Linked DNA regions of Sus scrofa: region 1 is linked to region 2. A link is a contact called in public promoter capture Hi-C data. All regions are on one chromosome and are shown on one strand. The core of a region is the stretch at or near the end of the contact, and the rest is flanking DNA. Distances in the headings are between cores, read along the strand shown.

Evidence for each region. Promoter capture Hi-C pulls out the DNA fragments that hold promoters and counts their contacts.
Region 1: a contact with region 2 is called in a promoter capture Hi-C map of liver, with 6 times the contacts expected there. The contact joins the promoter of ZCWPW2 here to the enhancer-like site in region 2. A contact is called at or near these places in 2 of 5 promoter capture datasets (fetal liver and liver), 5 of 47 Hi-C or Micro-C datasets (embryonic fibroblasts, epiblast stem cells, fetal heart ventricle and 2 more) and 2 of 2 datasets of contacts at active chromatin or transcription factors (alveolar macrophages and skeletal muscle).

The regions. Positions count from the first base shown.
Region 1 is chr13:14,782,524-14,786,943 of Sscrofa11.1, reverse strand. It overlaps ZCWPW2 (zinc finger CW-type PWWP domain protein 2), which reads right to left and starts at 1,480. Exons shown (of 9, transcript XM_021071484.1): 1 at 1,435-1,480. AZI2 (5-azacytidine-induced protein 2) reads left to right here and starts at 1,522. Exons shown (of 8, transcript XM_003358349.5): 1 at 1,522-2,859.
Region 2 is chr13:14,205,693-14,210,550 of Sscrofa11.1, reverse strand. EOMES (eomesodermin homolog) reads left to right here. Exons shown (of 6, transcript XM_005669315.3): 6 at 1-961. Among named protein-coding and RNA genes, the nearest start is that of EOMES, 8.1 kb to the left of the region's middle. Within about 2 kb of position 1,675, at least 17 of the 83 cell types and tissues checked have an H3K27ac peak or open chromatin away from gene starts, as enhancers often do. A contact at or near this core is called in epiblast stem cells and liver, where this site is marked.

The DNA.
Region 1 (4,420 bases), core at 231-2,730, 580 kb before region 2:
TAGAAACCAGATTACTATACTTTTGATAGTTTGGGGTGCCTAACCAATTTTTCTAACATTCTTCAACAACTACCTAAAACACACGACTGGTGGTTTGGTTTTCCTTTGTAAAGCTCATTACCCAGGCAACAGAAAAGGGATGATTTTTGTAAAAATTATTAAAAAGCCTGCTCTTAGGTCCAGCCTGATAAACTGGAGTTAACAGATCTTTCTAAATGATTCCTTTATTACAGATTTTTAAAACTTTTTTGTCGGGCTGCACCCACAGCATATAGAATTTCCCAGGCTGGGGGTCAAATCTGAGCTGTAGCTGCCGAAAACGCCTTTTCCTTAACCGACTGAGCAAGGCCAGGGATCTAATAAAACATTTTTAAAGATTTTTTTTTTTTTTGTCTTTTTTGCCATTTCCCGCGGCATATGGAGGTTCCCAGGCTAGGGGTCCAATTGGAGCTGCAGCCGCCTGCCTACGCCAGAATCACAGCAACGCGGGATCCGACCCGCGTCTGCAACCTACACCACAGCTCATAGTAACACTGGATCCTTAACCCACTGAGCAATGCCAGGGATCGGATCTGCAACCTCATGGTTCCTGGTCGGATTCGCTAACCACTGAGCCACGACGGGAACTCCTCTAATAAAACATTTTTAAAATGTCAGGTTAACTTTAAGTTATAATCATTGCTCATAACAACTGTGAATTTTCACTTAAATCTAAAGCAAAAAGAGAGGCTTAACAATAAGAGAAATCTATGTTAAAGTAAACCCTATAGCCAAATCCATCTTTGATGAGTTGATGAATTAAAACACGCTTCCAAATACCGACTCCAACGCTATTTAAACCCTCAGTTTACAAATATTACTAAAGGGGTGGAGAGGAGGCGACCTGATTGCTAATCGGCAGTTGGTAAGGATAAATGCCCTATAATGAGCGTTTTCTCGGTTATCCTCTTAACCAGAAACATGCCCAGAGTTTAATGGGTTCCACCCGGCTGCTGCGACTCCCAAGGACAACAACGGACAACAACGAATTCAACTCCTGACTCCACAACTCGGGATGGCCCACCTTCTAGAAACAACCAAGGGTGGGAGAAACTGGTTCAGCCGGTTGAACTTTCAGATCCCAAAGCTCTGCCCTCAGGTCAGCAGATTTCACTTTTTCAGAAACAGAGGTGTGCTAAGTAACTACGGGGCCTAGAGTTACAACTACCCCATCCCCCCAAAAAACAGAGGCAGGCGTTTACCACCCCTCAGCAAGCGCTCAGTGTCATGGGTTCCCCAGTTCCTCCTCCAAGGCGCTGGGAACCTGCAAGAGCGCAACCAAGAGGAGCCAACACGCGCCACAACACTTGGGAACCCCCAAGCGGCCGCCAGTAAAAAAAAACACCACAGAAGAAAACACCGGTCCAGCCGCCACCCAGGCGGTTGACGTCTTACCCACTCCGCCTCTGCTCCCGCCTCTCGCGTCGCCGCGGCCCCGCCCGTCCCACCGCGGAGGCTCACGGGAAGCGTAGTACGCCGCGGCCCCTCCCCGCCGCGGAGGCTTACGGGACAAGTACGCAACGCCCACCTTCTCCCTCCTCACCCCACCCGCAACCCCCCGTACGGGCTTCGCAGATTGTCTCCCCACTCCCTCGGGCCTGACTTCCGGTTTGCTCTAGCGTTCCCGGCGCCTAGGTGCGGACCACGGGAACCCCTTCTTCCGGCCGTGAGCCAATCGTCCTTCTGTTCAGCTGTCCAGCCGCGCTCCCCCTTCGCGGCCTGCCGGGTGCGGGCTCTGACTGGCCTGCTCCGGCGGGCCGGAGCCCCGCGCGCGCGTGTTGCTGGGTAACGGGCCTTCTCTGGTGGCCGCTCGGCCCTCGGCCTCGCCTAGCTCTCCTTCCAGAACTTCCGAGGCCCCAGACTACCGGCCTGCCGGGCCGGCGTTGGCGCTGCTGAGGCAAGAGAAATGGGAGTCCTTCTGCGGCATCCCCGGAGCGGCTGCCTTCGCTGGGGAAGCGGCGGTGTCTTCGAGGAAACCGGAAGCCCGCGGTGACCCCTGGCGACCCGGTTTGTTTTCGATCCATTTCCAAACACTGGGGAATCGTAACTCGGCGGCCCTAAGGGCGGCCCCAAGGAGCCCGGCCTCGCGGTGAGTGACTGGCTTTGGCTGGGCCTGGGGTACTGGCAGAGACGGGACCATCTCCGAGGCCGATTCCGGTCCGAAGAGATACGTCATTTTCTCGCAGACCTTTGGCTAGGGAGCGGCCCTCCTGGCATCCCCTACCCCTTCACCTCGCGCTGGAGCCGTGCCAGGCCCCACTTGGTCTTCAGTTCTACCTAGTACTTATTTTCCTTCCGGACTCTGGTGTACTGGGCTGCCTTCAGTTTTACTTCATTCATTGGGACTCCATTTAAATCGGAAACGAAAGAGGGAAGTGTGTCTGGGACGGGTAATGTAATCACCCACCTTGTACATTATCGAGGGTTCACAGCAGGTAGTTGTTTTTCCGTTGTCTAACCGATGTATTCCCTATGGTTTCGATCATTTGTTGAGTGGCTACTACGTGCCGGGGAGGAGGAATCCTTCCTCCCTACAAACAAGGAACTCAAATATTGGAATGTGAGAGAAAATGCAGTAACTGTAACACAGATGAAAACATGGCTCCAGGATGTATTGGAGATTTGCTGAGATGATCAAGGACAGTGACATACCAGGATTGAAATTGATCCAAGCCTCTTAAACATAGAAGACGCTTGCTTTTTTACTTTTGGAATTGTAAATTGGATTGAGCAAGATCTCAAGGCATAATTTAAATTCTTCTTGTCTAAACTTGCCATATCTCATTTACTCACCTGTTGTGATCACTCCCTACATTGCCTGTAAGTTAGGAATGGTGCATCCTTCAAAGGATTGTTAAATTTTAATGCCATCTTGTAAAATGAGAAGTTGTAAACAAATGTAAGGTTTTAATATTAAAGAGACGTTGTAGTGAAATGGGAAATGCGCTGGATTAAGTCAGAACATTAACTCAGAATCTGAGTGCTGAATTTTCCACTTATTCATTTGACACTGAATAAGAGATCAAATCTCTTCCTGTTCTCTATCTCTAAAATTGGAATGCTTCCTCTCCAAAACAGCAGAGCATAGTTTCCAAGAGTTCCCTGACTCTAGAGTCAGCTAGCCTTTTTTTTCATGATTGGTTCTCACTGTTTTAATTGCTCTGTGATGTGTGGAACTTCTTACTCACTTTGTAGATCTTACATAGATTTAATGAATAATTGTGAAGAATAAGTGAGATAGTTTCCCTAATAGTAAAAACGCGCTGCCTGATATACCAACACAGAACATTGTCATGATTATTAAATAAAATGATGTGTTGAAGTACTTTATAGTCCTTGAAGTAGGATAAAACCAATGTAACTTTTTATTTCCTTTTGGTATGTATATTCTGGATTAAAGTCTAGTTGTTTTATCACTGTTACAGAATAATTAATGCTAGTAGTAGTAACATTGTGAAAGATGCCCAATTGCATTGAGATGTATTACTATACAAAAGGATGAAAAGAAGTGATGGCTCTTCATACCTATGCTAACCCAGAAAGAGTGTTATGATTTCTTGGCCATACAAAGTAATTTCTGGCCATACAAAGTGATAACAAGACAGTAAGATAACTCAGTGAAGATTGTAAAAATGAAAGTGGGATTTTTCATAGTGTGTATCTGATACTGAGTATATCCTGGGGCGCTAACTGAATTATATATTGGGTATGATTCCACTCCCCCCCCCCCCCCGGCCAGGAGTGCTTTGGCTCTTTGAGGTATTTTTGTATTTCCATACAAATTCAAAAATTTTTGTTCTTATGTCTGTGAAAAATGCCATTGGTTATTTGATAGGAATTGCATTAATCTGTTGATTGCATTGGGTAGTATAGTCATTTTGGCATTATTGATTCTTCCAGTCCAAGAGCATGGTGTATCTTTCCATCTGTTTGTATCGTATTTGATTTCTTTCATCAGTGTCTCATAGTTTTTGAAATACAGGCCTTTTGCCTCATTAGCTAGGATTATACGTAGGTATTTTATTCTTTTTGATGGGATGGTAAATGGGATTGTTTCCTTAATTTCTCTTTCTGTATTATAGCAATGCAACAGATTTCTCTATTAATTTTGTCCTACTGCTTTACCAAATTCATGATAAGCTCTAGTATTTTCTGGTAGCATCTTTAGGAATTTCTATGTAATCTTTAGGAATTTCTATGTATCATGTAATCTGCAAACAGTGACAGTTTTACTTCTTTTTCAATTTGGATTCCTTGCAGTTCCCACTGTCGTGCAGTGGGTTAAAAATCCCACTGCAGTGGCTCAGGTCACTGTAGAGGTTTGGTTTCGATCCCTGACGAGGCACAGAGGGTTAAAGTGTCCTGCATTGCTGCAGCTGTG
Region 2 (4,858 bases), core at 426-2,925:
AAGCTTAGCCATTTTTTTCCCTTTTTAATAAATTGAATGGAGAACTTTCAAGTGTTTTAAAATATGAAGGTTATTCAAAGTTATGGATTTATTTATTGGAGACTCTAGACATTCAGAAAATTGGGCTGTGAAGATTGAGTGCCATCAGAGAAGTTGAAAGCTTTGGTTCTCATTTTTATTTGTGACTCTAAGCAAAGGGAAGAAGCCCAAAGTGGTAGGTGGTTTTGCTTCTGCAAGAGAAAGGTGGGCCTTCAGCTTCCACAAGGATTTTTTGCTATTAACTCTTTGCTAGGGACAAAAGATGTTAGGCCTGGGGGCAAGAGGAACTTGGGGAAGGTGCTGGTTTTACCTGACTTTGATTCTTCCCAGGCTTCTGAAACAAGCCATGTTTGCCCTAGTTAGGGATTCCAGGCCTCTGCTGTGTGCTGGGTGGCTTGTAGGACTCAGGAGAGGGCAAGGGAAGGAGTGGCCAAAAAAAAAAAAAAAAAAAAAAAAAAAAAAAAGCCGGGGTGGGGGAGGGGGAGAATTTTAAAGTGTACAGTTCTGTGTGCTTAGATATATTGTAGAATAATGTGGAAAATATTGTACAAATAGTCTACTGTAGGCTTATGAGATTATTATGTAAAATTGGTGCTTTGGCTTTGTAAAGAATTTGCAAATCACCAGACAACACAGGTGTGGGAGAAGGGGAAGTTTCTCTCCTCTCCCCACAGCATATGGGAATATTCTGTTTACTTCTTAGTTGAGAATGTATTCAGCCTCTCTGTACTAACTTGAACCGAACCCGTGTCAAGGAAAACTCCCATTTCATCCTCTTCCTTCACCACCCCCGCTATCCAACTCAGTAATGTGAAGAAACAGAAACCCCACGCCACAGCTCCTATATAGGCTTTTTAGAGATCTTGGATTTTTATGTACAGTCTAGTCATTTTTAATAAATGTGGTTCATTAAGGGAACAGGCATAGCTGTCTTCTGTAACGTGGGTTTTAATCTTTGTTTCAAAAAAATCTTTGTTTAGTTTCTTCCTCCACCCTCCTCCAGCATGAACACTGTCCCACCAGCCCACTGCCCACCCCGCCCCCGCAAAGCTCTAGAATCTCTTAAGTGAACACAGTCGTCGTGAAGGGGTGGGGAAGCTTTTGTTTATCTTATTTTTCCTCTAAGGATGAATGGGGTTATTTCCTTACCGCACTGGTAAGTCGGGACAATGGGTATTGGGGCTAGGGAGGGGGAGGAGGGTTGCCGCCGAGACACTAGATTGTCCACAGCAGGCTTGCTGCAAGCCTAGAACACCACCCCCAGCACTGGGCGTCCGGGCTTTTTCTAGACCTGTTTAGGGCTTCCCATCCCCGGACCCACGTGGGCTCCCGGGAACCCTCGCAGTCCTCCCAGCGCCCACCAGTTCCGGGTCCCTGGGGCGCGGTGGGAGCTATCCCTTCACCCCTTCTCTAGCTGCCACCTGCGGCTTCCCTTTCGGAGCTCTGGACCCCGCCGGGGCACCTGCGTGCCGGGGCGTTGAGGAGGCGGCGGGCTTCTGGGCTCTGCCAACAGCGACCAGGCAGCCGATCGCCTCGCGTTTAGCGCCGCTTATTTGGCTCTCAGTCCCCGGGAGGGCGAAGGCCACTCCATCCCCTGGCTGAGCTCCGGACCCGCGGAAGAGTTAAACCCAGGAGCGGGGCGGAGGGCCCTTTGTCCCGCTGCCAGACGCCCCGCCAGGCTTATCGGCAGACGGCTTCTGGCCCGGCTTGCGGTCCTTCCAGCCCCCTCCCCACCCTCCCAGGGTAAAGGTCTGGCCAGGAGGGTCATTTTTCTAACTGCGTGGCGCGGAAATGCAGCTGCTAAGAGGATTAGTGCTGGGGGTGGTGGGGCGAGCGATCAGCCGGGACCTCCTCCTCTTCCGCGCCCAATTAAGGCGGCCAGGAGCGTGCAATTCGCCTCTGCGGGTTTGCCGGTTCCCACCTCCCTTCCCGGGTCCGAGTCCTTCCCGCGCCGCCGGTGACCTTGGGGTCTCGGACTCTATCCCCGCGTCCCCGACAGCGCCAGTTCCAAACGCTTTGCCCAAGCCGCCCCGAATTTTACCAGAGCAGGAAATGAAAGCTTTGAAACTTGGTTTACGGGTGTTTACTGTGGACGGAAGACCCAGACTGGAGGAGGAGAAATCGTAGCCACGTAATTTGATCAGCGCTTCCCCCTTTCCCATCCCCAAGGAACTCGAGCTTGTTGAGAGATGCGATGGAATTTCGAAACGGTGTTCTCCTATTCTGCCCTCCAGAAAGACTGAAAATGCTAATCACCGCCGGATAAGGCAGACACTGGCCCCAGTCTATTTCGATCCTGTATATTTTTGCACCGTACAGTAAAAAGAACCTGGTACTTGTGAAAAGTCCCTCGCAGTGTTTAATAGAAACGTAAGTGGCTGAGTGGCCCCAATTAACACCTTGTGATAAGGCATTCCTAAGATGGAGTGTCAGACACCAAATTGTGAAGAGATGTATCTAATTAATCCTCCTAGGATGACACCGATAAACAAGCCTCTATTTAAATAAAGATCAAGGGCTCGGCGCCCCGTTTGTTTACATTCTCTGTCGGGGTCCCAGCGTTTGCGCCCGTGCGGGCGGCGGCGTTCTCTGTATCGAGTGGAGACACCGGCTTGAGGCTCTGCTGGCCCGCCTCGGTGCTTGCCCCAGACAAAAATCTGCAATTAGATAAAAAACAAACTGCAACGGAAGAGAGAAAATAAGTGCCAAAGGGATCCCGACTCCGAGTTGGAAATACTGTTGTCATCCACGCGTGTCCTTTACATCGCCACTTTGGGGTTCGTTCGAGTTTTTAGAAGGAAGGCAAACAAAAAGCATTCCACCCGCAGCTCCAGGAAGTCGAACTCCGCGCAAGACCTTCCTCCGCCCCCTACTTGCCCCGACACCGCGGGCGTTCGCTCCTCCAGGGTTCTGAAGCTGACAATTCCTGGGACACTGGGTGACTATCCTGGGGATGGGGTGGGGGAGCCACCCACTGGGAATGGCAAGAAGAATCTGGAAAGAAATGGGGGCGGGGGAAGGTGCAGCCAAACTCAATTTATAAGACGGGGCCGGGGTTTGGAGCCTGCCTGGGGTGAGCAGCAAGGCATATCCCCACTCCTCAGTGCAGAGTCTCGCCGCTCCAGATCAGCTTTTGGTACCAGCCTTCGCTTGGCTTGAAATCTTCGTGTCAAGGCAGACTGATGGTCTTCCCTTTTCTCTTCAGGCTCTTACTTCTTTCTGTACCAAAAAAAAAAAAAAAAAAAAAAAAAAAAAAAAAAAAAAAAAGTGGGGATATTATGAAGCTGCTTCTTTTTTTTTTTTTAAATTTTGGAAGTGTCCTGGAAACACTCCGAAATAACATTCCCGCATGCCCTCTGATCTGAATCGAAATTGATCCACCAATAGGTACAAAAATTAAAACTATTCTTTCTCCACTTGCCTGGCTGCTTCCCCTTTGCCGCTCGCTCTACCACGTCCCCCACCCAGCGGCATGCTGTCTGCAAGAGTTTGGCTTTTGCCCTCGCGGAGAGGCTCTTTTAAAAAGCAACTTGCAAAACTTTGTCGGGGCCTGATAGAGTCCCCTCCTGTGAACTCCCGGTCCCTTGGGTTTAAGCTTTCCAGTGCGCGAACTCCGAGGGTCCAGACCCCGGGACTCCATCCCGCGGAATCCGTCCACTTGCGCCCACCCTTGTCCAGGGTTGGCGTCCCTCCTGCGCCTCGCAGAGGCATGGGCGCAGCCGCCTGCCCTTGTGGTTCTCAAGGGGTTTCGCCTGCCAGGTTCCGCAGGAGGGGCTAGATGTCCTTCCTTGCCCATGAGCTGAGCCGGAGGCCTGAGGCTACATTAATAATAATGATGATGATGATGATGATGGGACTCTGACCTTGGTGGCCACCGAATTCTCTTTATTACAGCTTAAAAAGAAAAGCAAGCTCCTGGCGACCCCTTCAGCACTCTCCTCCATTCTTTTCGGCCCTTATAGTCCTTTACTTGCCGCCGACCACGCATCGAGTTCACCTGGGGAAGGATGGGACTGCGCCAGACACACAGCAGGCCCTCTCCCATGTGCCCAGCTTCTGATGGACCCCTGGTCTCGGCTTATTTTAGGTAGCAGGTTGTGACCCGCCCTTTCACTTTAATTTCCTCCGTCTTCTTAAAAGTCCTTACGTCCTCCTATAAGTTCTCTTGGACGCAGCAGGGAGCACACAGAAACTTCTACAACCCCAGGCTGGATTCAGCTTCCCCTGCCCTGTGGGCGCCGCGCCCTTGACCGTGGGTCTGGCCGCAGTTCCGCGGAGGCTCCGGGGTCCCGGGCGGCGGGCAGCCTTCGCCATCTGGCGGCCACCGCGAGTAAGGCGCTCACAGCCCAGCAAGGCCTGGTTCCTGGCATCTCTGCTTCTGTAAAGAGGGCTTCTTGGTGTGGGGGCAGGAGCCCGATTAGGAATTCTAAGACTTTGAATTCTAAGACTTTAAATTCTAGTCCTAGGCCACCATTCACTAGCTGTGGTTACACTTGGCTCATCTGTGAAGGTTCGAGCGACGCCTGCCTCGCTGAGTATCACTCAGGAGGAAGGAGAGTATGAACTGAACGGCCTTGTACCCTGGTGGTGAGTGGCTCCAAGTATTAGGAAGCATTATTACTAATTTTATAACACGATATGTAGTAGTGGTCGGCTCAGGTGCATTCATTGGCAAATAAAAGATTTTTTAAATTAATTGAAAAGTCATTATGGACAGACAGCATTGTAAATCAACTATAATTTAAGTTAAAATAATTAACAGACATATACGGCAGTAGAGAGTAATGGGCCTCCATGTACCTGTTTTCTGGGACAGCAA